Linked DNA regions of Zea mays: regions 2 and 3 are each linked to region 1. A link is a contact called in public Hi-C data. All regions are on one chromosome and are shown on one strand. The core of a region is the stretch at or near the end of the contact, and the rest is flanking DNA. Distances in the headings are between cores, read along the strand shown.

The links. A called contact is a pair of places that touch in the nucleus more often than the background predicts.
Region 2: a Hi-C map of bundle sheath shows a contact between it and region 1, with 2.1 times the contacts expected there. The contact joins the promoter of LOC100281949 here to the promoter of LOC100279477 in region 1. A contact is called at or near these places in 4 of 25 Hi-C or Micro-C datasets (bundle sheath, ear, leaf and 1 more).
Region 3: a Hi-C map of ear shows a contact between it and region 1, with 1.9 times the contacts expected there. The contact joins the promoter of LOC103641577 here to the promoter of LOC100279477 in region 1.

The regions. Positions count from the first base shown.
Region 1 is chr1:188,818,383-188,822,589 of Zm-B73-REFERENCE-NAM-5.0, forward strand. It overlaps LOC100279477, which reads right to left and starts at 1,907. Exons shown (of 1, transcript NM_001364617.1): 1 at 285-1,907. The coding sequence starts at 642. The coding sequence ends at 493.
Region 2 is chr1:189,069,709-189,073,915 of Zm-B73-REFERENCE-NAM-5.0, forward strand. LOC100281949 (Serine--glyoxylate aminotransferase) reads left to right here and starts at 2,330. Exons shown (of 2, transcript NM_001154867.1): 1 at 2,330-3,675; 2 at 3,780-4,152. The coding sequence starts at 2,602. The coding sequence ends at 3,917.
Region 3 is chr1:188,969,014-188,973,220 of Zm-B73-REFERENCE-NAM-5.0, forward strand. LOC103641577 (pterocarpan synthase 1) reads left to right here and starts at 2,306. Exons shown (of 3, transcript XM_008664921.2): 1 at 2,306-2,759; 2 at 2,846-3,042; 3 at 3,259-3,669. The coding sequence starts at 2,383. The coding sequence ends at 3,305.

The sequences.
Region 1 (4,207 bases), core at 657-3,156:
GTAGCGTGCGCCACTGCAGCGTTTCATTTACTGCATACGGCGATAGCGTATGCTTTAGAGTCATCACTGCGGACAGCCTAAGGACCTCACTTCCAAAATTAATAAATGCGCCTCTCACAATTATTAGACGAGTCACATATTTAACTAACATTTCTTATGTGTAACAAGTATCGTTAAATGACATAGAAATATATTTTTATATAACAGATTTGTTTAGAGATATAAATATCGATAGTATATTTATACGTATTTTAAATCAAGAGTCTAAAAAAAAGACTGTATGCTTGGAGTACATACATACATGCGCATTATCATGTGGTTCTTAACAAGGTCACAAGATTGAGAACAACTGTATGCATGCCATCGCCCATTTATCAGGCACGCCCGCAGCACATCCCAGAACAAACAACAATAATATCAGGCAGTACACGAGTAGTTCTTAGAACCCGCTGCTTCCCATATCACCAATGACAGCTCAATCATAGAACCAAGCTATGCCCATCCTGTGTGCAACACAAAATACAGCACGCAGAGGGCCCGTCTGGTTTCGCCGATCACTACTGCCTCTGAATGCCATTTTGCTGCATCGTTGGGGACCGCTGAAGTTTTTGCCTGGTCAGAGGCAGGGGCATCTGACTGCATAGGGTTCGCCAGTTAGGTTGTCTGTCTGGCTCTCCCCCTCATCTGTCACCTCATCCCTTTTGTGGCTAGCTTCTCTTCTCTTCTCCTCTCTTCTCCATGGGATTCATCATGGCTAGTGCAGCCGGCGAGGCCTAATTGATACACAGCCGCAGCGGTAAGGATCAGCTGCGGGCTGCTGCTGCTCTATCTTATCTGCACGAGAAATGCTTAGCGCTGAAAATCTACCGGGGATTACATTATTATGCCACGCTTTACATGCACAGTAGCTGCAGTAAACAGTAACTGCATTGCACTATTAGACACACAGTTGAAACACAAACAAACAAAAGGCAGGCAGGATTCATGGTTTCAGAAGGTAATAATCATCACCGAAGGACATTGTTTGCTTGCATCATGTAAAAAAGAAGAATGATGAGAGAAAGGTACTCCTATTTCGTATTGGACTAGTTAGTTAATTGAGCTGCTGTAGGCTGTAGCATTGCACAGCTGCAGTTAAGTCGCGCGTGTTGCCAAAGCATGGTAGCCAGCTTTATACATAGAGAGAGGGAGAGAGATAAAGAGCAGAATCCGCACGAACATTTCGCTCTCCGATAACCGATATGTTCTTAGTAGAACCGTGATTGGCAAAACTACAAAGTAGTTGGGAGGGGGGGTCAAAAAGAAGAGAGAAGGTGAAAAAAGGGGGCTAAAACTGACAACAAAAGCAGCAACAGCTAGCAACAATCACCACCGAGGGGGGAAATTAAAAAAAAACGATGCCTGGCTTTCCCGCATGCCAAATCCGCACCCATCACCAGGACACGTACGACGCCTTCTCCGCCGCCAGGGCTCCCCTCAATCCGCTGAGCCGCTGGTCTGCACCACGACGACGGTAACGGCGACGGCGAGCTCGCTCCATAGAGGCAAGAAGGACGGCGACTCAGAAGGCGAGGACGAAGGAGAGAGCTAGGTAGGGGTCACCGTCACCGGAGCGGCAGCAGGCGGACGGGGAGCGCGGAACGTCGTCGTGCGTCGCCGTCGCCGGCGACGGTGGCATTGGCGCCCTCCTCGTCTTTCTTCATGTCCCGCCGGGCGTCGGGGGCCGGGACGGAGACGGGGTGCTGCTGGTGGTGGCACCGAGAAAGCGCGTGTGTGTTTGCTTTGCGAGGGATAGAGGAGGAGGAGACACTAGAGGCCGCTGGTGCGGTAGATTAGGCTTTTAAACACACACACACATACAACCTAGCGAGAGCCAAGAGGTCGCATCGCACGAGCCAGGATTTTCTGTGCCTGCGTACATGTGCCGCGCGTTTATATATCACGCACAGTAACCATTCCAGACCAGAGACCAGAGACCACCATGGGAACCAAGAAGCGGCAAAGCCCAAGACAGCGTTAGCAGGCCCTGGCCCACCGTGCACCGCACCACGCGCGGCTCAGGCCACGGCCCACGGAAGCCTTAACCTCCAAGCTCCGGGGGCCCACAGGCCACTCCGTCCGGCCGATGGCCTATGCGCGATGGCGACGGCATGGCGCACGCGGTCCGTCGTGCCCTCGTCTCGTGGTGGTGGCATCACAACCGGTGGCCTGTGGAGTGTGGAGATGCACGGGCTGCGGTGCAGGGAAACCGTCGTTCTCAGATCCGTGTGTGATAGAACATGATGTTGAGAAACCCTGATAAAGGGTTATGTGGGCAAATACCGAATATGCTCCTGAGGTCGATCACGTCTCTATATATAGAACTTGTACCCCTCATATGGAATAGAGAAGAGAAAGAGGTCAGAGGTCCAACCCTATATCATGTGTCTCGTGTGTTACTCTATCGTGCTTCTGGGAAGGGAGACGAGTTCTTTATAGCTTCTCGCGCCTCTACTGCTGACGGGAGGAAAGGGAGCGGATCTGGTGATCCGTGGTGACGTAATTCTCAACACGTTATCAGCACGCTCTACCTCGACGTTACTGTGGGATCAGATCTGCGTCAACTCATCGTCAAGCCGGCAGGTCCTGGCCTAGCCGAACTGTCCTACGCGATAGCCCTCGATTCCTTTACGTAATCTAGTGGTATGAAATTTGAGATTGGATGTGTTATTTACTTTCCGATCTATGTTCGCGGAGAAAAATATGCTGGAAAAGTGAGTGCAGCAGATGCATGCGTGCATGCAGTGCTCCTTGAGCCTGTTTGGTTCAGCTTTTTTCTGACCAGCTTTTTCGAGAATCTAGCTGTGGGAAAAATTTGGCTGTGTAGAGAATCTGCGTATTATTAGGATTACGTGCAGAGGAAGATAAAGTTGTCCATAGGACTCACGATCTATAAAGTGATGGATTACTACTATTGCGACGACACAACCGATTATATGTTTATGTTGATTTTGAATGGTTTTTACCCAAACGAATTTTATAGAAGCTGACTGAAAAGCTGAGTGTTTGGCAGTCCGCAGCAGCTTTTGGTGGCCAGAAGCTACGAAAAGCTGAAACAAACAGGGGCCTTGATTGCCGAGTAAAAAAAGTGGGCCCCATTTCTTTGACTAAGCGTGCGGCTGAGAAAAACAAAAAAAAGAAACGGTTGCATGATGTCCTGTAGCGGCGGAGAAAGCAGTTGAACCATGCATATTTATTGCCCCATTATAGGTCACGGTCAAAGCAGTTGTATGCGTCCACTGCATGGCTGCATCTGCATGCAATACGATCTGAAAATGGCGGCTCAATAGAAAACGAAAAAGTGGATTAGATGTATTGTGCGCGCAGAAACAGATTCGTGGAAGGAGAGAAAAAAATAGGATCTTAATGTGCTTTACAATTTTTTTTATTAATTGCGGTTGAATTTATACATATTTTAATTTATATACATGTGCCATACTATTTTATTCTATTTTCCTGCTGAATATAACAAATAGAATAAAAATTTGTTTTACATTGCAGTTTCTACCTTAATCAATTATTTCCCGCAGTAAATAATTAGTAGAAAAATGTATGCTTGAATATGAGAAAATGTCTTTCATACACCTGATCTGCTTATGCTTTAATTCTAGTATTATATTTCTGCTTTATTTCTCGTAGTAGATATTTAGCAGAAAATTATTAAAATACATGTAAAGACTATATGGTGTATACGTGAATCGCTCTAAATATTTATGATGTGTTGAGCTTTTGGACTCACGTCGAGCGATTAAATTGTATAGTGGGTACTCAGACACGTCGATCAGACTACGTTATTAATCGATCGAGTTATGACATTGGCTGAGCACCACTGGCTGCGCCCTGGCAACAAGACGCAGTATTTGTGTCGTACGAACTTGGCTGCGTCATTTGATTGCTATGTCGCACTCTCGCTTAATCGGACCACTCTCGTTGAGTCGGACCGCCATCATCGAGTCACATATTTTTCGCACGCCCTGTAGGCATTGTTTGTCTGTTGTGATCATCGAGCCACAATTGTGCCTATTGCGCATGTTTTATGGACTTGTCATGTACCCCGACTATTGAGTCACAATTGCGCCTGTTGCGCTTGTTACGAAAGCTTGTTGTGTTGTCGTAGCCCAGATGGCCACACACGCGTTGACGCCAGATACGCTAGAACTTGTACTCG
Region 2 (4,207 bases), core at 1,080-3,579, 250 kb after region 1:
TGTTCCCCTACTTGCGTGAGCTGTCTAGCGCCCGATAGGGCGCTTCCTTTTCTAGTAAATTTTAGATTCCGCCTATTCACCCCCTCTAGGCGACTTTCAAAACTCAATACACTGGTTTTGGATTTTTGAATTTGGATTTGTTTTGTAAATTTTTAAAACATTTGATGCCACTTTTTGTATAAATACTATGAATTATTGAAATCAAAATTAAAAATATGCAACATATTTCAAACTAAAAATCATGGAAGTTTCAGAAAAATATAAAAATAAAAAGCTGATACATCGGCTAGGATTGCTGATTAGCCGCTCCCAGAGCCGATAAATCAATGTGTAGGACTTATTAGCTGGCATCCATGTAGGAGCTAGGGTTTGGGTTTTTTTTCTCCTTTTCACTAGAAATATTTTCAAATTATCATTGCTACATGCAATATATGCTAACATGTAATAATACATCATGTTATTGCTATTTTCAAGAATGTCAGATCGAATCAGTTTAAATCGGACAACGTATATCCATGATTTAGGTGCAAATATTGCAAGAGACACTGGACGATAAATATAGAAAATCATAGATGTGGTGACAGAAATAGGTCCAAAGCATGTGGTTCAGATTGTCACTGATAATGGAGCGAACTACAAAAAGACATGTCGTATGGTAGTCACGTAGCATCCTTCTATTGTGTGGCAGTCATGTGTGGCTCATATGCGGGGGTGGTAATGGGCTCTAAATTTTACTCATTTATGGATTAGATCGGATTAGGACCGGGCTCTATTTCTATTCATTTTTAACTAAAATAAGTTAAATGCTCAAACAAATTGTGAAGAAATATTTGAATTGTGGTCCATTACCACCTCTACTCATACCATAAATTTGAAAACACAATCATAACAAGTTACATTCCATGATGAAGGAGGCAATCAATGGGGAGTTGGTTCGGTGGAATGCCACCAGATTTGGAACAAATTACGCATTCTTAGAGAGTTTTCTTCACCAGAAGGAAAACTTCATGGAATGGATGGGTTCTCGGGGATTCTTACAAAGCAAGTTTAGCAGCATGCCAGATGAAAAGTACACATATGAAACCCTTACGAGCTTGTCATGGTGGGACCAAATGAAGTATGTGGTTGATGTAATAGAGTCATTATTTGGTTTTCTTCATTTCGTTGACCAAGACAGAAAGGGAACACTTAGAACGGTTTTTAATGTTCATGTCATGAATCACTACTGACTACATCTTCGGGTGCTTTGAACCTTCGTACACACTATGCATATGGTTTTCCATGCATTTGAACTGTTAAATGTTGCTATTTGACTTGTGATAAAATTTGTACTATCTTTTGTTCAAAATTTGGGACCTCAATGTGCGTTATTTGCAAAAAAAAAAACAATTGGTTTGGTTTCTGCACCTGTGCTGCCGGTTTATCAGGTCTTATCAGTCGATTAATCGATGTCGAGCCGTTTTAATTCGAAAGATGGTTTGGATTTGAATAGCGGTTTCTCCTAATTTATCGCGATTAATCAGATATGGACCCTGACCATTTTTTTTTTGTTAAGTAACCGGTTTGGTGAACCTTGCTCGTCCTATACTCTTCTCAGTTCTCACAGATGTCAGCGCCAACCTTGCCGTCGATCGCGGCCCAGAGCGAGCAGTAACAGACCCGTCGAATAATTAGTGTGTCGTCACACCAACATAGAAGGAGACGCAGAAGAAGAAAAAATCGTCCTGTAGTTCCACGGACAGCGGAGAGCCAAGCGGAAGGGATAACACACATCTTCCCCGGGCGGGGGCGTGACGTGGCCGCGTCGGCGCCCCAGGCCTGCAGATTGGCACCCACTGGACTGGAGCCGAGTTGCTGCTGCTCTGTCACTTTATCCGGCGTCGCCGGCTGCATTCCTCCCATTCTGGAGATGACACACATCCGACGAGTCTGAACTGAATCTTTCTTCATGCGAGAACCGCCACTAAAAACAGGATCGATCTGAATTGAAGGACACTGAGCTCTGTCGATAGTATCTCTGTGCACCTGTAGGCGTCAGTCAGTGTTGTTTGGATGTGCAGTGCAGCAGCGCCGTCGTCCACACAAGCTGGAGGAGCGCTGCAAAGCCAGCCAGCCACTCCAGGACAGGCCGGACGGCTTATCTGCCACGCCGGACGACGGCTGGGCCCGCGAAAGGATCGCCCTTTGGAGTTTGGACGCCATGGCTCCTATCCTATCCTATATAGCCGTCGTCATCCTATGCCTATCCTATCGCCCCCGCCAGGCGCCAGCCTCCCGTATTTGATGTTTCACAAACGCGTGAGCGGCTCGCCCTCCTCTCCAGTCCCTCCTCCCTCCGGTCCGCACAGGGGAGCAGCCGGCAGCAGCTAGCTACCACAGGTACGCCTGTCTCCGGTCCAGTGCAATCTTGTCTTCTTTTTGGATTTGTGATCGACGATGATGTAGTATGTAGCAAAGTGTTTGCTTGGCATGTGGGCTCAAGGCGTAAGTAAGGATCAGTCTAGAGGTTTGGTTGCCAAGTTCAGTGCACTACGCTGACACTCCCTCCTCTCCCTGCGTGCACTGCTGCTAGTACCAGCAGCAATAAGCTAATCAGCTACGATGGCGGACTACGTGTATGGCCCCGGGCGGACCCACCTGTTCGTGCCGGGCCCCGTGAACATCCCGGACCCCGTGATCCGCGCCATGAACCGGCAGAACGAGGACTACCGCTCGCCGGCGGTGCCGGCGCTGACCAAGGTCCTGCTGGAGGACGTTAAGAAGATCTTCAAGACCACGACGGGCACGCCCTTCATGATCCCGACGACGGGGACGGGCGCGTGGGAGAGCGCGCTGACCAACACGCTGTCCCCGGGCGACAGGGTCGTGTCCTTCCTCATCGGGCAGTTCAGCCTGCTGTGGATCGACCAGCAGCGGCGCCTGGGCTTCGACGTGGACGCGGTGGAGAGCGAGTGGGGCCAGGGCGCCGACCTGGCCGCGCTGGAGCGCAGGCTCCGCGAGGACGCGCCGCGGCACGCCATCAAGGCCGTGGCCATCGTGCACAACGAGACGGCCACGGGCGTCACCAACGACCTGGCCGCCGTGCGCGCGCTGCTGGACAAGCACGCGCACCCGGCGCTGCTGCTGGTGGACGGCGTGTCGTCCATCTGCGCGCTGGACTTCCGCATGGACGAGTGGGGCGTGGACGTGGCGCTCACGGGCTCGCAGAAGGCGCTGTCGATGCCGACGGGGATGGGCATCGTGTGCGCCAGCCCCAGGGCGCTGGAGGCCAGCAAGACGGCCAGGTCCGTGCGCGTCTTCTTCGACTGGAAGGACTACCTCAGGTTCTACGACATGGGCACGTACTGGCCCTACACGCCCTCCATCCAGCTCCTCTACGGCCTCCGCACCGCGCTCGACCTCATCTTCGAGGAAGGGCTGGACAACGTCGTGAGGAGGCACAACCGCCTTGGGACAGCCACCAGGCTCGCCGTCGAGGCGTGGGGGCTCAGCAACTGCTGCCAGAAGGAGGAGTGGTTCAGCGACACCGTCACCGCCGCCGTCGTGCCGCCCAACATCGACAGCGCCGAGGTCGTCAGGCACGCGTGGAAGCGGTACAACCTCAGTCTCGGCCTCGGCCTCAACAAGGTCGCCGGGAAGGTCTTCAGGATCGGCCATCTCGGCAACCTCAACGAGGTAGCGCACTGCAGAGTTTGGCAATTCGTTTAATTAATTAATCAGTGCAACGTACTATATCTTGATGCTCCCAAACATTATTTTTTTTTCTTCTTCTTTGTCAGCTGCAACTTCTGGGATGTCTGAGCGGTGTGGAGATGGTGCTCAAGGATGTGGGGTACCCAGTGAAACTAGGTAGCGGCGTGGCAGCCGCGGCGGCGTACCTGTCAAACTCCACGCCGCTCATCCCATCTAGGATCTGAGAACAATGTAAGGGGAGGATATCGCAAACAAGGCCAGCGACAACGAGTGGGCAGACGAACGAACAAAGCGTTGCTACATAGTACTCTCTCAGAATGTAAAGTTAAATTTCACACCCAGCTGTTGCTACATAGTAGTATAGTTTTATGAATTACAGGTTTGATTAAACTTCAAATTAATCTACATGTATAGCCCTGCCCAGATTTAACTATATTGGGACCGTATTACTTACCGATCAACTCTGCTTTACAGTAGTAGTCTTTTTGTTTCTGAAATCAGATCATAAGACATG
Region 3 (4,207 bases), core at 1,056-3,555, 150 kb after region 1:
GTAAATATGGTATTTGTACTGTAGATCACACTATTTATGGAATGGAGTTTAAAATAAAAGATGTGATAGAAGGTATGATATAATAAGATATCCGTTGGAGACTGCCTCATGCCAGAAGAAGACTGCAGTGGCATTCAATCTCTATGATTTTGTCGTACCTAATCTTCCAAGTCAAGGGCATCCCTTATATCAACATTAATCACCGGAATATGGTACCTAATATTTAGTTGTTCACTTCAACCGAACCTTTTTTTTAATCCCTCCGTTTCAAAATATAGTTTTTTGTAACCCACTTTTTTCAGTCCACGTTCATTCAAATGATAATAAATATATATATACATAGAAACTATATTCATATGCTATTTAATGAATATATGATTAGTTTAAAATAAATTATATTTTGGGACGGAGAGGGTATATGATCATTATAAAAAATCCTGGCCTGCAAATTCATATGTTACGTACACCAACGATTAACCCTTTGGTCAGAACGTTGTAAAGTCATTTTTAGATATCCACATAGTCTGAATGGTGACACTTTGACTAGTAGAAGAGGATATGCTCAGTTAACGAATGATTTCTCTCTTTTTCCCATGTGAATCGATTGATGACCTACGTGCCGCAAGGTTGCTCTTATCTTCTTATTGACTAGAACGGAGCGGCCAATTAAGGCCCGTTTGGGACATGTTTTTTTCCATGAAGTGATTTTCCGAGAACCGTATTTCTAGATAATATAACTATCACGAGGATCTAGATATTACGGAGCTTATATGTAGAGAAAAAAATGAAGAAATATGCACGGTTTAAGATTTAGAATGCGACATTCTCCTCTCGTCGTAATGACTCGACGGATTCTACGTCCATGTTGATTTGATTGATTTTTACATAAACGATTTTCATATGAACAAACTGAGAGCGAAAATTTTAGCTGCCAAAAGTCGATTCTAATGCTATCTCCAACAGATCCCTTATCCAATCCCTTATCACCAAACTACACTATGCAAACAGTACCAAAAAGTGTCCTCTACAGTTTTGCGTCCTCTATTTTATACTATCTATTGGAGAGAGTCTAACAGCCAAAAAAACGAAACAAATAGGTCCTAAGGGCCTGTTTGGTTCACCTGTAGATTCCTAAAAATTTGATCTAGCTATGAGTTGTGAGCCAACGTTTATGGAAAAACTAAATTTTGTTTTGTTGAAACGGTTATCGACTATAAATTCTATAACATCATGACACTAATATGGATGGCAAGAATCTGAAAATTTTAGGGTAGAAGATGATTCTGAATTGAACTAGAGAAATTTATAGATGATTATTTGCATGAATCTATTCTGTTGTACTTGTACATGTTTGGTTGAGATTATAGATCTTTGGAGGTGAATTTAGCTCAGAAAGCTAAACCAAATACACTCTAAATATGACCACGAAAATTGGCTACTACACAGATCATCTATAGAGAGACGTCAAAATAACTCAGAAATCAAGAACCGTACGTAGAAACTGATTTGTAGAGATAGCCTATACATAGTACTGTCTTCATTTTGTTTTAAAAAAAATATTCTATACAAATTTATTAAAATAAATAGTAAAAATGTTTCATTCAAGTGCTAGCTAGGGAGTACAAGACTACACGGCCACATATTTGCAAGAAAAATGGTCTTGAAACAGAAAAAAGGTATGAAACGACTTGACTACAATGTGGAAGCAGAACATATGGACAGGATAGGCAAAGAAGCGCAATCATTGGCTCTAAACTAATGTGATCATATATTTTATAGTTACAATCCTGTGGAACGGAACTTATATCCCGAGCACTTTCACTATCAGTATGCCTGTCTTAAATTAATTACGTAGCAGTTGTCCACGGAGTACACCATTAATTAACCGGCACAAATTGGACTAGTCGATCTGCAGAAATTAACCGACCTAGCCGAAGTTCTCGATCGAGTTTTGCCCAAAAAAGTTGTCCACAATCCCACGGCTCCACCTCTACCCACGCCAAATAAATTCAAGAGATAAACACAGCAAGTTGAGTTTGAAAAACGTTGGGCAAACGACCAGAGATACGAATATACTCATACGATGGGGAGAGAAGAAGAAAAAATAGCCAAATAACAAAAAAAAAAAACAGAGCTGGTGAAGTGATGTATCGTTCCATGTTTGCAAGACTGAAAAGAAATTGACGAACCTCCCTTCCCTTATCGTCGTGGTCCTTCAATAGTATAGCAGCACGTCGATCGACGAACCTTATTCCTGGGCCTCTCTGGCTATAAATACAGCCCATCTTCCCCACCCCGCAGGCCACAGCAGTCACACGAAGACAGCAAGCTAAACACTCGTACTCTGTCGTCTCCTTCCCGAGCCCACAAACCCTTTTGCCAATGGCACATCCTGCTAGTGCTAGCAATGCCCGCCTGACCACCACCATCCTCTTCATGTCGCTTCTGCTGGTCTTGGCTACTGCTTCACTGGGATGCCCGTGCCCATGCTCATACACCTGTGAGAACGAGCTGAACTGGCGCGTGTATCTGAAGCAAGTTGTCGGTACTGGACCAAGTCACAACCAGGAGGTAATTTTCAGACCTCAGCACGCTAATCCGTTCGGCCAGACCGTCGTTCAGGACTGGACGTTGGTAGACGCGCCTGCTCAAGGCGCAAAGGTGGTGGGACACGCGCAAGGCGTGCATGTCTTGTCTGATCTAGCCAACGTGGGCTGGTTCGTCTCCCTCAACCTCAACATGGTGTTCCAAGGTGACAGGTTAGCATTTTCGCTTCCCTCCCTCCCTCCCTCCCATCTGTTCATGGTGCGTCGGTCGATAACAACCCGTGCTTGTTGTGCGATAGGTTCAGCGGATCCACGCTCCCGGTGATGGGAGTTCTTCCACCGGAGGGGGAGTGGGCTGTCGTGGGAGGGACAGGAGAGCTGGCTCTGGCACGCGGCACGATCAAGCACAGAATAGCTGGAAGCGCACCCGAGACCAACTTCCGGCAGCTGGATATCCACGCCTTCTACGCGAACGGCTCAGCCAGCTGCGTCGTAGGTACATCTCTTCACTCCTGTTCCAAACTTCCAGCGGTCTAGGCTTTGCTTGTTGTTGATTTCGTAGTGCATACTTGAGGATCGGAGTAGTAAACAAAGTCTGTCAAAGCATGAAGAACACAACTTCACTTCACAGTCTTGTCTCTCTCTCTCTCTTTTTAAAACCTTTAATTAACTGATCTAGAACCATTATCTTGGTTTCATTTTCTGTCCACAGGTTCTGCTGCAGTGATAGCCGAGAAGGGGTCTGCTCACGCCAAGTGATGCCATGCGAAACAGTTGCATGCATCCTGTCTCAAGTGCAAACCTACAGGAAAGAAGAAGAAAAAAAAAACATAAATAATCAGTTGGACGGATGCAAATGAAGTGAATCAAGTGATGGTGCTGCCCTTCATGTCATGAGAAGTAGGCAGAGGAGGCACCGTTTGTGTGTGTGTGTGTGTTTCCTTACAAATAAATAAGACATGGGTCTCTGGATGGAAGTCATGAAACTACCAATCCAGCGTCCATCTATCATGCATGCACACGGTTCGCTGTGGTCGTTGCTGTACGCAACTACTGTTGTCGTTGTAATGTTTGTTGTGTAATATTTTCAGGAAAAAAAAGCAGTTAAGTTTGCTTGAGAAAAGGGTTTGTATATCAAGATACATAACTCCGCTTTAAAAAATCAGCATTACAACTACTGGCTTAAGGGGATGAAAGATGAGATACAGATGCTACTGGCTTTTATCCCAGCTTTAAAAATCAGCATTACAAGTAGACTACAAATCGATGCGTATTACCGAGATACAGATGCTACTAGAGAGGAGATGAGTGACCACCTCACTCCTTGAGTACTCTAAATATCAAGGTCAAATCGATGCGTATTGAGGTGGCACAAGAAACAAAATGCGCCACCTAAAAATCGAGTGTATGCAGCGTAGATACAGTTCCTAAAAACACTCCGCTTCATATGAAAAGTTAGCCAAATGATCTAGATTCACGAAATCCAAATTTACTAGATTTGGATTGGAGTTAGCCAAATGATCTAGATTCACGAATTCCAAATTTACTAGATTTGGAGTTAGCCAAAATGATCTAGATTCACGAATTCCAAATTTACTATATTTGGAGTTAGCCAAAATGATCTAGATTCACGAATTCCAAATTTACTATATTTGGAGTTA